2 separate regions of the Sus scrofa genome follow, and region 2 is linked to region 1. A link is a contact called in public HiChIP or PLAC-seq data. All regions are on one chromosome and are shown on one strand. The core of a region is the stretch at or near the end of the contact, and the rest is flanking DNA. Distances in the headings are between cores, read along the strand shown.

Region 1 (6,409 bases), core at 3,316-5,815:
TCCGGCGTTGCCGTGAGCTGTGGTGTAGGCTGCAGACGCAACTCGGCTTCCATGCTGCTGTGGCTCATGGTGTAGGCCGGTGGCTACAGCTCCAATTCGACCTGTCTGGGAACCTCCATATGCTGCAGAAGCGGCCCTAGAAAAGGCAAAAAGACAAAAAAAAAAAAAAAAAAAAAATAGGTGGGTTGGGAGCACGTGGCAGGCCAAAGTTAAAGGTGCAGAGGAGCAGCAAGTGCTGTGACAGGCAGCAGGATGGGAGTTAGAAAAGACAGTTGAGGTGGGGGTCAGAGAAACCATACACCACACTGGTTGAAACCACACACCACACTGGTTTGGTGAATGCAGTAGAGTCCAGGGAGGAGTTCCCGTTGTGGCTCAGAGGTTAAGGAATCCGACTAGGAACCGTGAGGTTTTGGGTTTGAACCCTGGCCTTGCTAAGTGGGTTGGGTTAAGGGCTCTGGCGTAGGCCGGTGGCTTCAGCTTGGATTCGACCCTTAGTCTGGGAACCTCCATATGCCTCGGGAGCGGCCCTAGAAATGGCCAAAAGACAAAAAAAAAAAAAAAAAAAAAGAGTCCAGGGAACAAAACCATCTACTCCAGCACAGGAGCAAGGAAAATGTACTTTATTCGTATTTCCTTATCTAATCTTCACAACCTTATGAGGTAGAGCCAATTATTACCCTCCTTTTAATTAGAGTCAAGGAAACTGAGGGTCTGAGAGATGAAGCACTTCATAGAGAGCATCCGAATAATACTTAAAAAAAAAAAAAAATGGAATCCAGGCAGAAGAGACTTGGGAAGCAGAACAAGGTCATTTCTGTGTAGAATGAGAGTAAGTTGCCTATTCGGGTGAAGCTGAGCCTTGAACTTCGGTTTGGATGTGTTTTGCCAGACAGCAATAGTCTCACTTATATTTTCTTCATGAGTACTCAGCAAAGTACAAAATCCCAAGGTTTCTTAAATCAGGATAGATTATCTTGAATGTTCCCCCGCATCCACCATGCCTGTCACTCTGTGACAAAAGGAAATTAGATTCATTGGATAGGCTTGTTTCCCACAAAGCTATGTGGGGTGACTACCCAGTACCCTGTGGTCTTCTAGGTGTTTGCAAATTGATTTTTTGATTATTTGTTCCAGTGATTTTCCACATAGTCAGTGTTTTTCCAAGTTGTTCAGCTTTACAATGTGGGGGAGTTAAAGTTCATATTTGCTTTCCCTCTCCTGTATTAATATGAAGTGTTAATGTTCTGATTATTTAGGAAATTATTATTATTATTTTTTTTTGGCCACTTTTTGCCTTTTCTAGGGCTGCTTCCCACGGCATATGGAGGTTCCCAGGCTAGGGGTCGAATTGGAGCCACCCACCTACGCCAGAGCCATAGCAACTAGGGATCCGAGCCGAATCTGCGACCTACACCACAGCTCACAGCAACTCCAGAGCCTTAACCCACTGAGCAAGGCCAGGGATCGAACCCAAAACCTCATGGTTCCTAGTCGGATTCGTTAACCACTGTGCCACAGCAGAAACTCCCTATTATTATTATTATTAGTCTCTCTAGGGCTGCACCAGAGGCACATGGAGGTTCCCAGGCTGGGGGTCAAATCAGAGCTGTAGCTGGTGGCCTACACCACAGCCACAGCAACGTCAGATCCAGGCTACTTCTGCACCCTGCACCACAGCTCATGGCAACGCTGGATCCTTAACCCATTGAGTGGGGCCAGGGATCGAACATGCGTCCTCATGGATACTAGTCAGATTCGTTTCCACTGAGCCACAATGGGAACTCCATATTTAGGAATTTTTTTGTATGCAGCATATCTCTGAGGGAACATACATACAAATCTATGTGACTCTATATACCCACATGGGCGCGCTTAAAACAATCTCTATGCAGACCCTCTCAGAGTTCATGACCGTATGCAAAAATGGAAGCATATTGAGAACATATGCCTAGTTCAAATACTCCAAATAACAATCATCACTTTCTAGAAATGATAATATGGTGAATAAAAAAATTTTAATAACTCAAAATTTCAAACAAAAATTGTTACAACTATGTTAATGCAGCTATGCCTTAACCACTGACCAAAAGCGAGATACCATAGAATTTTTAAAATTCATCTTCTCTGCACCCAGTAGTTTAAGAGGGAGTGGTATCAGGCCAGGATACCATGAAAGATTCAATGTGGGGGAGTTCCCATTGTGGCTCAGTGGGTGAAGAACCAGACTAGTATCCATGAGGATGTGGGTTCAATTCCTGGTCCTGCTCAGGAGATTAAGGATCCAGGGTGGCGTTGATTACAGATGTGTTCTTGGAACAGATCTATCGCTCCTGCACCTATGGTGTAGGCAGGCAGCTGCAGCTCTGCTTCGACCCCTAGCCTGGGAATTTCCATACGCCCCATAGGCTCTAAAAAAAGACAAAAAAATAAAATAAAAATAAAAAGGGTAGGGAGGGGATACAATCTAAAGGCCAATACTAGGGAATCAGAGGCATAAAATCCAGAACCAATGCTTCATGAGTAAAATGAGGGGTTCCATTAAATGGCTGCAAAGGGCATTTGCAGTTCAGTGTATGACTCTAGACTGATTATAAAGATGATTAATAAAAATTATGGAAAAACGTTTTGTAAAATACGAGGCAGTAAAAATGACAAATATAATGCAAGCAACCACCTCCCCACAAAGTTAAGCTCTTCCTTTTATTAAGTACGTGTCTGTAGAAGTATCTACCATGCTCTGGGGCTCTTAAGTATCATTTGCATCCAAAAGAAACTTTTGTCAAATTTTGTGAGGCCACAAATCTATTTTATGGAAATGAACAGTACATAGGATGAGTTTATTTAACAACCTTCACGTGAATGGAACTCACTTGCCATATGAAAGAAAGTTTTAAAACAACAAACAAAAAACATAGCTCCTAAGTGGCAGCCTTGTCCATCAACTACCCTTCCTCTCCTTGCTCATTTTATTTTAGTTTGGGGATTTTTGTTGTTGTTGTTTTGGCCTTGCCCATCCACGTGCAGAAGTTCCTGGGCCAGGGATAGAACCAGTGCCAGAGCAATGACAACATCAGATTTTTAACAGGTAGGCCACCAGGGAACTCCTCTTTCCTCATTTTAGTCCCGGGAGCCCTGAGGACTGCATAATTTTTTGTGGTTAAATCATAAATAGTCCTGTTATTAAACTCTGCTAAGAATGTCATCAGTTTCCTACTGGGCTCCTGGCTGATAGAGGCATAATAATATTATCTAATAACAAAATAAAGATCGAATTTAAAAAGGTATGTAAAACATTTAGCCTAGTTCATAGCATGTGCTCAATAAGTAGTATTATTGTGATTAGGCTTTTAATTTTCCTATCAATCCTGTCCCACTCAATTCAATAAATGCAGAGTACCTGCTGATGATCAGTTTCTGCTCCAAGCTCTGTATTAGGAATTCTGAATAAGCATCTATTTAGCTTAGCATTTTTCTCATGAAGGATGACATTTTTCTGTCCCTTAAAATCCCGAAGGACTTTAAAAAGAGAGGAAATTTCAAAGTCCTTTGGATGCCAAGTCTTTTTCACAGTCATTCCTCAGTGTTAATGGCAGTCTGGGAACAAACTGGGGGAGTTTCAAACAGTTCAACACCAATGGGAAAGAGTGCGGCTTCTAAATGCCTGGAGGTTTTCCCTAATGGCAAATGTTTGGAGAGGTAAGAGAGATAAACTATGCCAGCAAAAGATGCACTTATTTGGGAAACAGTTGGAAACTGGTCACACATCAGTACTAAGATTTCTAATTCTAGAGATCTTATTGAGCATATCATGAATTCTTGACGTTTTTAAAACAGAATGTGTCAAATAAATATGTTAGGGCGTGAGAAGAAAGTGGTTTTTTTGCCATTGCCTCGCTCTTCAATATTTGTAATAACCTAATTTTCTTTTCTTCCTCCCTGCCCCCTGCCCCCCCCAATAACTGGTTTAGTGAAACCCAATAGATTGTACACTGACCTCCTTTGCCCTCAATAATACTTCTTTTCAGAAAAACCTTGCTGTCGTTCTCGAAGGAACGGATGGCTTTCGGCAGTTTAAAAGCCCTGCAATGTCCTACAATGTGTCTTTTCTTTTTTCTTTCAAAGAAGAGCACTTTTTGGTCGTTTGGCTCCTATTCATAGTACAAAGAGAAATTACGCAGAAAAATCAGCTGAAACATTTATCTTAGCACAGGATGGCTGGCTCAAGGCTCCTGAGATGTAAGCAACATTTCAAAAGCTAATCTGGCACGGTCCAAGTCCAAGTTAACTTCCTCCTCTCCGGCTCCAGGACCGGACTGGGTTTGTGTGGGCTGTGTGCCCATGCCGGATCCAGGGAACAGCCTGAGTCTTCAGCCTCAGTCTCTCCTGGCTGCCCTAAAATGAGGTTATACCGTTTACCGAAAAGACTAATCTTTCCCTAGTTAAGAGGAACTTGAGTTGGGTTGCTGTTGGTTACTTTTCAAAAAGGAAGTACTGGCGTTCCCACACCGGGAGTCGAACCCGGGCCGCCTGGGTGAAAACCAGGAATCCTAACCGCTAGACCATGTGGGAGACGACGAACACGCCTGCCAATCTAGACAGATTGAGTCTTCCGCCTGATTGCCTCTTGCCCCGCCCAGCCCTCTGTGTCAGACCCGCTTCTGCGCATGCGGGAACGCCTCGGGTCCGCGTTATCCTGTGGAGCCTTGAGGTGAAGAGTCGAATCTCTTTTTCTCCTCACGTTGGCGTCTTTTCAGGTCTCTTCCAGGCTCCTCATTCTAGACACCGCGTATACACCGGTGTAGACTGTAGGCTGATGAGTCATTATTCACAATTCCTCACAAGAAATCCGGCAGAGCACCGAAGGACGGGGGTTTGGAATGTAGACTCATTAATAAGAAACAAGTGCCGTGTGGAGCCGTGAAAAGAGACCGCAGTGGGCTGGGCGCCCGGTCTCTGGCGGCCGCTGACCAGCCTCCCGGCCGCGGCTCCGAGGGCAGCAGGCTCGCCTCTGTGCCCTCGGGCAGACCCGCGCGCCCGGCCACGCGCCGGCTGTGCGCCCCCGACCACTGGGCCTCAAAGCCTGGGTGTCCTCAGCGCCCGGGCGTCTGTCTCTCTTCGCCGCGCTATGCCGGCCCCATCCCGTCCCCAGAGAGTGTCTCTTTGCCCTCAAGAAACCGGAGCGAGGGCTGCCTGGAAGCCTGGAACTTTCCAGGTTCTGTTGACTCAACGGCAAAAGGCGGGCTTTGTGTCCCTGAAAGTAGACGAAGGTGGTTTGTGAAGGTAGATTTAAGAACTGGAGCATGTCCCTCCCTGCCAGCAGGCATGACTGATGGAAGGTTCCCCGCGGTTCCCCAGCCCGGCCGCGGCCGGAAGCAGCATCCCTCCGGCGCAGCTTCTGCCTTAGAGGCGGCTGCGGGGATTAGGAAGCGCAAAGAACCAGTTGTTGGGCCAGCCCGCGTGGGAGAGCTCTGGTCCCGGTGTCCTCGTGGTGGCTTAAACCACACAGAAGTTGTTTTCACTTGAGCTGGACCCTTTGGAGCCTGGTTAAAAGCTGGTTCTGGTTCTCCTTTACTCCCCCCTCTGGCCCCACCTGCCCAAGGGTCTTCGAAAGTTCTCGATCTGCCCCTGACTGAGGTTCTCTTAAGGCCTCCGTGTGACATTCGGCAACAGGAGAGCAGGGGTGGAAAAAGCCCTGAAATAGAAACGACTTCGACATGTATTCACACAAATCAAGCTCCCCTAAGGGAGAGGCCAACACCATTGAAACTTCGCGAAGCTCTGGAGGAAGACCACAACTTGCTGGCTGCAAACCTACTGTGTGTATGAGACACGTTCACATTCGTTTGCTCATTTAATCTTCATAGTATGAGGTAGGTCTTACTCGAGTTTGGGCGGGTACTTCCTGTACTATCTTTGCATTTTTGAACAGTTTCACTTGTTTGTTTTTTAATCAGTGAGCCAGCTGCCTTTCTCTGGAGGACATCCTACGACTGCGGTTCTCGGTCTGGGGGCCGAGATTTCACCTATACCTTTCAGTTCTGTATTTCCACTTGGTAATTCTTTTTAAAATGTATCTTACCAGTTTTAAAGACAAAAGTTCCCGGTGTAACCCATACATTGGACAGGCACCATCCTTGGGATATAACCAAAATGCAACTTTTCTTTCGTCTCCCAAACCGAAATGTGTTCCTCTTTTTCCTTGGCATGGATGAGAATTTGAGCAGGAACAGAAAACCCTATGGTCACCTTAAATAATAAAGCACAGTCCAGGACAATGCACTTTTCAGCAATTCCATCTTCATTCCAGATGGTTCTCCCCCACTGCTCCATCTTGGGTATCACTTCAGGCTATGAACAGCGGTGAGCTGAATCGGGCTCCCACCAGATCACATTGTCTAACTGCAGG
Region 2 (6,432 bases), core at 517-3,016, 57 kb after region 1:
TTAAATCAGTCACATCCCACATCCATTGCTTCGGCAAATCAAGTTGGCCCTTGCTACCTTCAAAATGCAGCTAGGGATTCCCCGGTGGCTCAGCAGGTTAAGGATCAGGCATTGTCACTACTGTAGCAGGGGTATAATCCCTGGCCTAGAACTTCCATATGCCACCAGCATAGTCAAAGAAAAAAAAAAAAAATACACACACACACACACACACACACACTACTTCTCATCATCTCTGGAGCTCTGCCGTGGTCCAAGTCGCCAATGTCTCTCACTTGGTTAACTGCAGTAACTCTAACTCAACTTCTTTTCAGTCGATTCCAACAGGTAGCCATATAAATCCTTTTAAAACATAACTCAAATCACGCCATTCCCCTGCACTCAGTATATCACAACAGTAAAAGTCAAAGTACCATGATCTACAAGGCTCTCTTCCCCCACACAGCTCTACCCCAGGCTCAGTCCTCTCTAGCCACAATGGCTACCATTCTGACTGATAAGCTCCTGCCTGAAGGCCTTTGCACTTGCGGGTCCCTCTGCCTGCACCCCTATCCGCCAGACATATGCATTCCTCCAATCCCTCACCTCCCTGACACCGACTGACACTGACATTTAAAACTGCACTGCCTGTCGCTCTTTTTTGCTTTCTCCATAGCACTCACCACTTTTTTTTTTTTTTTTTTTTTTGTCTTTTGTCTTTTTGTCTTTTTGTTGTTGTTGTTGTTGCTATTTCTTGGGCCGCTCCCGCGGCATATGGAGATTCCCAGGCTAGGGGTCGAATCGGAGCTGTAGCCACCGGCCTACGCCAGAACCACAGCAACGCAGGATCCGAGCCGCGTCTGCAACCTACACCACAGCTCACGGCAACGCCGGATCGTTAACCCACTGAGCAAGGGCAGGGACCGAACCCGCAACCTCATGGTTCCTAGTCGGATTCGTTAACCACTGCGCCACGACGGGAACTCCAGCACTCACCACTTTCTAACACACACTGTTTGTTTTGTTTATTGTCTGTCTTCCTACAACAGATGTTAAACTCCTTAAAGGATTTTGGTATGTTTTGTTCACTGCTATAGTAGCGCTTCCTGGTTCATAGTTGGAACTCGATAAATAGTTGCTAAACTGAAGGAACAGGCGGGGAAAAGATAACTGTGGAACAAATCGTGAGACATTAATGACCAGACTCCAAGAGTGCAAGGCAGTACCAAAAGGTGACAGAGGAACGAGGGTCAGATAGGAGAGAGAAGACAGGGAGGATAAAGGTAAGGGGTACGGAGAGGAGAAACGTACCTGGAGTGTTGTGGGAGTTCTGATACTGAGGAAAAATACCAGGAGACTGCGTCCAGTACCATGAAGTCGAAGCCTGGTAATTCCAGTAGGGCTGGCCATCGAATTGAGGCTGAGACTCAAGGGCGGACTGGGCGTGGAAGGGGGGCTGCGCCCCAGGAAGAATCTGAGCGTCGAAAGGGGGAGGCGCCTCAGGAAGAGCCTGGGCCTCCGCCGGGGGCTGCGCCTCCGAGGAAGGCTTGGATTCTGCTGCGGGAAGCGAGGAAGGGGGTGGGGGAGGCGGCAGCATCGCCCAGTACATCCAGTTTTCCGAGGCCGAGGCTTGGTCGCTCAGAGGCCCCAACGTGGGAGTCAGCTCTGGAGCTGGAAACCACCCGGTGGGAGTCACAAAACCACTTGCCGGTTCAGCCATGCCACCCGCCAGGTAGGGAACCCAGCGTGGAGTAAAGCCTTAGGCACCACTTCCGTTAGATAAGGCTCAGCCAATCACAGGCTGAAGCGTCATTGGTCGGCGCCGGAAAAAGCTTCTCTCCTTTACGGCGAATCGCAGGCTCCGGGTTTGAGATTGACTTGACATAGACACGCTTAGTGTGAGGGACCAGGGCCGCCACCGCGGATGGCGAGAGATCTGATTGGGCCGGCGCTACCGCCCGGCTTCAAGGCCAGCGGTTCAGCGGAGGACGAGGAGCGGGACCTCAGCCCGGGTAAGCGGCGGCGTGTCCCCTGCCCGCCAGGCCCGACCCCGGCTCTGGGAGTACAAGTCCGAGGCCTGGGAGCCTGAGGGAGGAGTGGCGAGTGGGCGAGGCCCGACCCGAGCTAACTTTCCTTCCCAGGCTGTGGCGGTGGCGAGGCGGCCGTGGGGCCGCAGAAACGAGCTTTGGTCCGGTTATCATCATGGTGATGGTGTATCCCAATTTAGCGCTTAAAGGGCTGGACACTGTACTGAAGGGCCGATACATATTAAGTCATATAGTCCTCTTGGTTACTGTATAAGGTAAAGATTATTATTACACGATGCAATTGAGGACACTGAGGCCCAGGCTGTTGCCCAGACCTCGCAACTAGCAAGTAGTGGTGCCCGGATTAGAATGAAGCCCATGCTTCTGGCCTCTCATCTTGCCTCCTGACGTACAACTAATGCCTTTGGCTCTTGCAGAAGATGCTTTGCTCTCTAACCCCGGACCTGCTTTCCTAGCCTTTCATCCTGTCATTGCATCTAACACACAGAGCCCAAAGCTCAAACCAACGCGAGTTTCTGCGCAGTTCTTCAATTCTCTTGGCTCCCTGGAGCCTTGCCCTGCACTTCTTGACATACCTGACAAACTCCTACCCCATCCTTCAAGGTCTAACTTCAGTATCACCTCAGTGAAATGTTTCCAAACTCTTCTCGCATTGTCACCCCCTCTTTACCCAGGGGGTTTACTCCTGCTTAATTACATCACATTTTAACATACTGTTTTTTCATAACTTGCCGACATATCTGTTTCCACCATTGTACTCGGTTTTCTAGCCTTAAGGACTAATAGGCACCCCCATATTTGTCAAATAAATGCTTCTGACTCCTCCATGATGAGTATCTGTCCTTTCATGTTCTAATTGGTAGGCTGGGACTAGCTAAAGTTGGAAAAAAGTAAAGCTGAAAGAATAACCTTCCCATTCCTGAATCTATTTGCATTCTTTGACTATCTAGAAACCATGTTTCCACTTAGAGGTTTCTTTCCAGGTCTCATTTCTGCTATAGCCATTAAAAAGTCAAGCCTTTATTTTAGCAAGGAAGGTTCCATTCAACTAAGGTTGAAGGAAAGTGAGGTTAACCCAATGTTTTAGTCAGGTTCCTACACTTATGTTGGTTTTGGTTCACTGTATTCCCTGATTTTATTTTATTTTTTATTTATTTTTTTGGTCTTTTTGCCTTTTCTAGGGCAGCTCCCAAGGCATATGAAGGTTCCCAGGCTAGGGGTCTAATCGGAGCTGTTGCCACCAGCCTAGGCCAGAGCCACAGCAATGCCAGTTCTGAGCCGCGTCTGTAACCTACACCACAGCTCCTGGCAACGCTGGATCCTTAACCCACTGAGTGAGGCCAGGAATCAAACCCGCAACCTCTTGCTTCCTAGTCAGACTCATTAACCACTGCGCCACGACGGGAACTCCGTATTCCCTGATTTTAAACTAAGGCAGGATTTGCAGGTAAGCAGCCACCATGTGCCAGATAGCTACTTCTGTTATGATTTCCTTCTATCATTCTACCAGCCTTTACTTCAGGTACTCTTTCTGTCTACTCCTTCCCATTTGTTTCTTTTGTGTGGTCATTCTTACCCTTACTGTCAGCAGTTAACATTGTGTCTCTATTCCCCGCTACCTTGTCTCTCCAACCTGCTTGGCACACAAATGGACCTTGGTAGATATTTGCCAAGTGACCTCGGTTCTTCATCAAGCACATAGCATGCCCTTTTTTTTTTTTGGCTGCACTAATGGAATGTGGAAGTTCCTGAGCATGAGATCAAACCCACACTACAGCAGTGACAATGCTGACTCCTTAACTGCTAGGCCACTAGGGAACTCCACCATGTCATTGTTAGCATGTAATTCCCCAAACCAGAAACCGTTCCCTTCAGAACTTCCAAGATGGCTGATCCTAAAAGAGTTGCCAAAAAATCTTGAAATACCATTTTTCAATCTCATTATTCTTCTATCTGGACTTTTGAGAAGTTTATTAGTACCATTATCCTTGAAATTCACTATGTTACGTCATAGAAGTTCCCCTGGTGCATCTTCCATTCTACCTGTCTCCCCATTCCTCTTTCAACCAAAGGATAACCACTGTCCTAACTTAAACCATCATAGATGAGTTTTGCAGACTTTTGTGCTTTATGTAGATGGAAAAATAAAGTATGAACTCTTTTGTAACTGGCTTCATATTCAGCACTTGGAGAGTCATCATGTTGATGAATTATTGTTGGTGTTATTATAGACTGTTTACTGTTACCATCTGGTAGTCTGTTGTATGAAAGTCCTACAGTTGATTTGTCCATTTTGCTGCTGAGGAACGTCTGAATACTTTACCCTTTTTTGGCAGTTAAAGTGTTGCTGTGTATTCCAGGACATGACTTTTGGTGAGCACATGTTGCATTTCTTTTGGAATCGTTGGGTCATTGGATACGCACATAATCAGCTTTCGTAGACACATGCCAAACATTTCCCGTAGTACCACCAGTTCACACTTCCACCAGCATGTATGAGAATTCCTGTTTTTCCATGCTCTCACTCAGAAATACGTAAGGGTTTTTTTCTGTCTTTTTGATTCGGTGGTTTGTAGCTGTATCCAGTAGTAGTTTTAATGTGCATTTCCCTGGTGATGAAGGCAGTTGACTATCTTTTCATATGTTTTTGGCCATTTGGATGTGTGTCATATCCAAGTCTTTTGCTCCTTTTTCCATTGAGTTGCCTGTCTTTTCTTTCTGGTTGGTAAAATTCTTTATATAGTCTATATAGAAGTCATTTTTCAGATATGTGTGTTATAGATCTCTTCACTTTTGTGGGATCATAAAGTATTTGTCTTTTTTGTGACTGGCTTATTTCACTTAGCATAATGTCCTCAGGTTCGTCTGCATTGTGACCTGTGTCCGAATTTCCTCAGCTTGGGTTTCTTGAATCTCATCTGATAACTGCCCTGTGATCCTGAGACTCCACTACCCAGGAAAGAGATCACTAACACACATGACCCGAGTTCAGAGGAGAGTCTGCGGTGACAAGTCTGAGATCTATCAGCACACAAGTCCAAGATGGGCCAATGACTTTATTCAAATACTCTGGAAAGTAGACTCCTGGGAAATGTCCCCTGAGATCATATTAAAAACACTGGGCTGCAGATGTTTTCTCGAGACCCTCAGATGTTGCTCTGTGGAAGCTGAGTGGAGCAGTGACTCTTTTGACTCTGACTCCCTTCTTATGTGCAGCGACCTTCACGCCATTCATCTCGGCCACATTTGCTGTCTCACACTGGACCCCCTTCTGTCTCTAAAAACTTAAATTCATCTCCTCCTCCTCAGCCAGAATCCCTTATTCATCCATCTTTCTTCCTCAGTTACTCTCATTTTTTAAAATTTTTTCTTTTTGTTTTGAGCTTCCTCAAGCCATGAGGTCTCTACCTCTGTCTGTTTTGGCCTCCTTTCTTTCATTACTTCTGTCCCTGCTCAACATAGGCTCCATGGTCCATCCATTCATTGTTTCTCTTGCCAGTGTTTCCAGCTGTCTCCTCACATTGGGTTTTTGGTTGAACCCATCCAGCAAAAGTCCAGCCCTGGATCAACCCGGACATCCACCCCTGCTGAGCCCACATCCAAGCTTCTAGCTGCTGCCAGAAGCAAGCTCACACCTCCACAGGCTAATGCTGCTAAAACTACAGTCTCCTCCCAGCTCTGCCCAGCCATCCTTGGACACTTCCCCACACAGCTCTCCACCCCCATGATCAACCATGGCTTATTAAAAACCTTTTCTTTCTTCCTTAGACTCTCTGTCTACTTCCCAGGAAAACATCGGTGCCACCTTAAGAGAACTTGCTCACTTCTCTAGCCCTGTGCCAAAAAACCTTCCTGAATCTCTGCCCAGCTCTTTGACTATAAGGGAAGAACCTCCTTCCATTTTCACTCAGAAGCCCTTCCCTTACTTGCCCCTGGGGCTCCTTGTCCTTAGCATTTAACCAGAACATCCAAATTGTTCTCATCTTCAGGAAGACTGCTGCCGTCCCCCGCAGCTCTCTTCTTTCTCTCAGATCAGCCCTGGATCCTCCCCATTTTTTCCTTAAACTGTATTCTGGCTTCTGTTCTTGCCAAGCCTCTGAGCCTGCTCTCACCAATTTCACTGTAGAAATAAACAAAGACCAGTTGTCCCCCAGCACCTTTTGGCTAAATACAAGGCACCCTTTTCAGTCCTGATCCTGCTCGACCTCGCAGTAACATTTCCCCCGGAGATCCCGCCTTCTGTCCTCTCTTGGTTCCAGCCACTTCTGAACACATTTCTAGATGTGCTGCGCCCTTGGGCTTTCAGTTCTTTGGAGATGTTTTTCCCTCCGCCTGAACCACTCTTCCTCCTCCACACACCGCCTGTGCCCAGCTGACTCAGTCTCATCTTTCAGCCCCAGCCCAA

Evidence for each region. HiChIP or PLAC-seq counts read pairs in DNA pulled down with a chosen protein or histone mark.
Region 2: a contact with region 1 is called in an H3K27ac HiChIP or PLAC-seq map of alveolar macrophages. The contact joins the promoter of NUFIP1 here to the promoter of LOC102159419 in region 1. A contact is called at or near these places in 3 of 47 Hi-C or Micro-C datasets (fetal skeletal muscle, fibroblasts and heart right ventricle) and 1 of 2 datasets of contacts at active chromatin or transcription factors (alveolar macrophages).

What each region holds. Positions count from the first base shown.
Region 1 is chr11:22,323,002-22,329,410 of Sscrofa11.1, reverse strand. LOC102159419 reads left to right here and starts at 4,565. Exons shown (of 3, transcript XM_021065393.1): 1 at 4,565-4,711; 2 at 4,813-5,873. The coding sequence starts at 4,565. The coding sequence ends at 5,526. It overlaps TRNAE-UUC (a tRNA gene), which reads right to left and starts at 4,572; the gene lies at 4,501-4,572.
Region 2 is chr11:22,262,781-22,269,212 of Sscrofa11.1, reverse strand. It overlaps NUFIP1 (nuclear fragile X mental retardation-interacting protein 1), which reads right to left and starts at 1,766. Exons shown (of 10, transcript XM_001927425.5): 1 at 1,291-1,766. The coding sequence starts at 1,699. It overlaps GPALPP1 (GPALPP motifs-containing protein 1), which reads left to right and starts at 1,815. Exons shown (of 9, transcript XM_021065611.1): 1 at 1,815-1,991. The coding sequence starts at 1,904.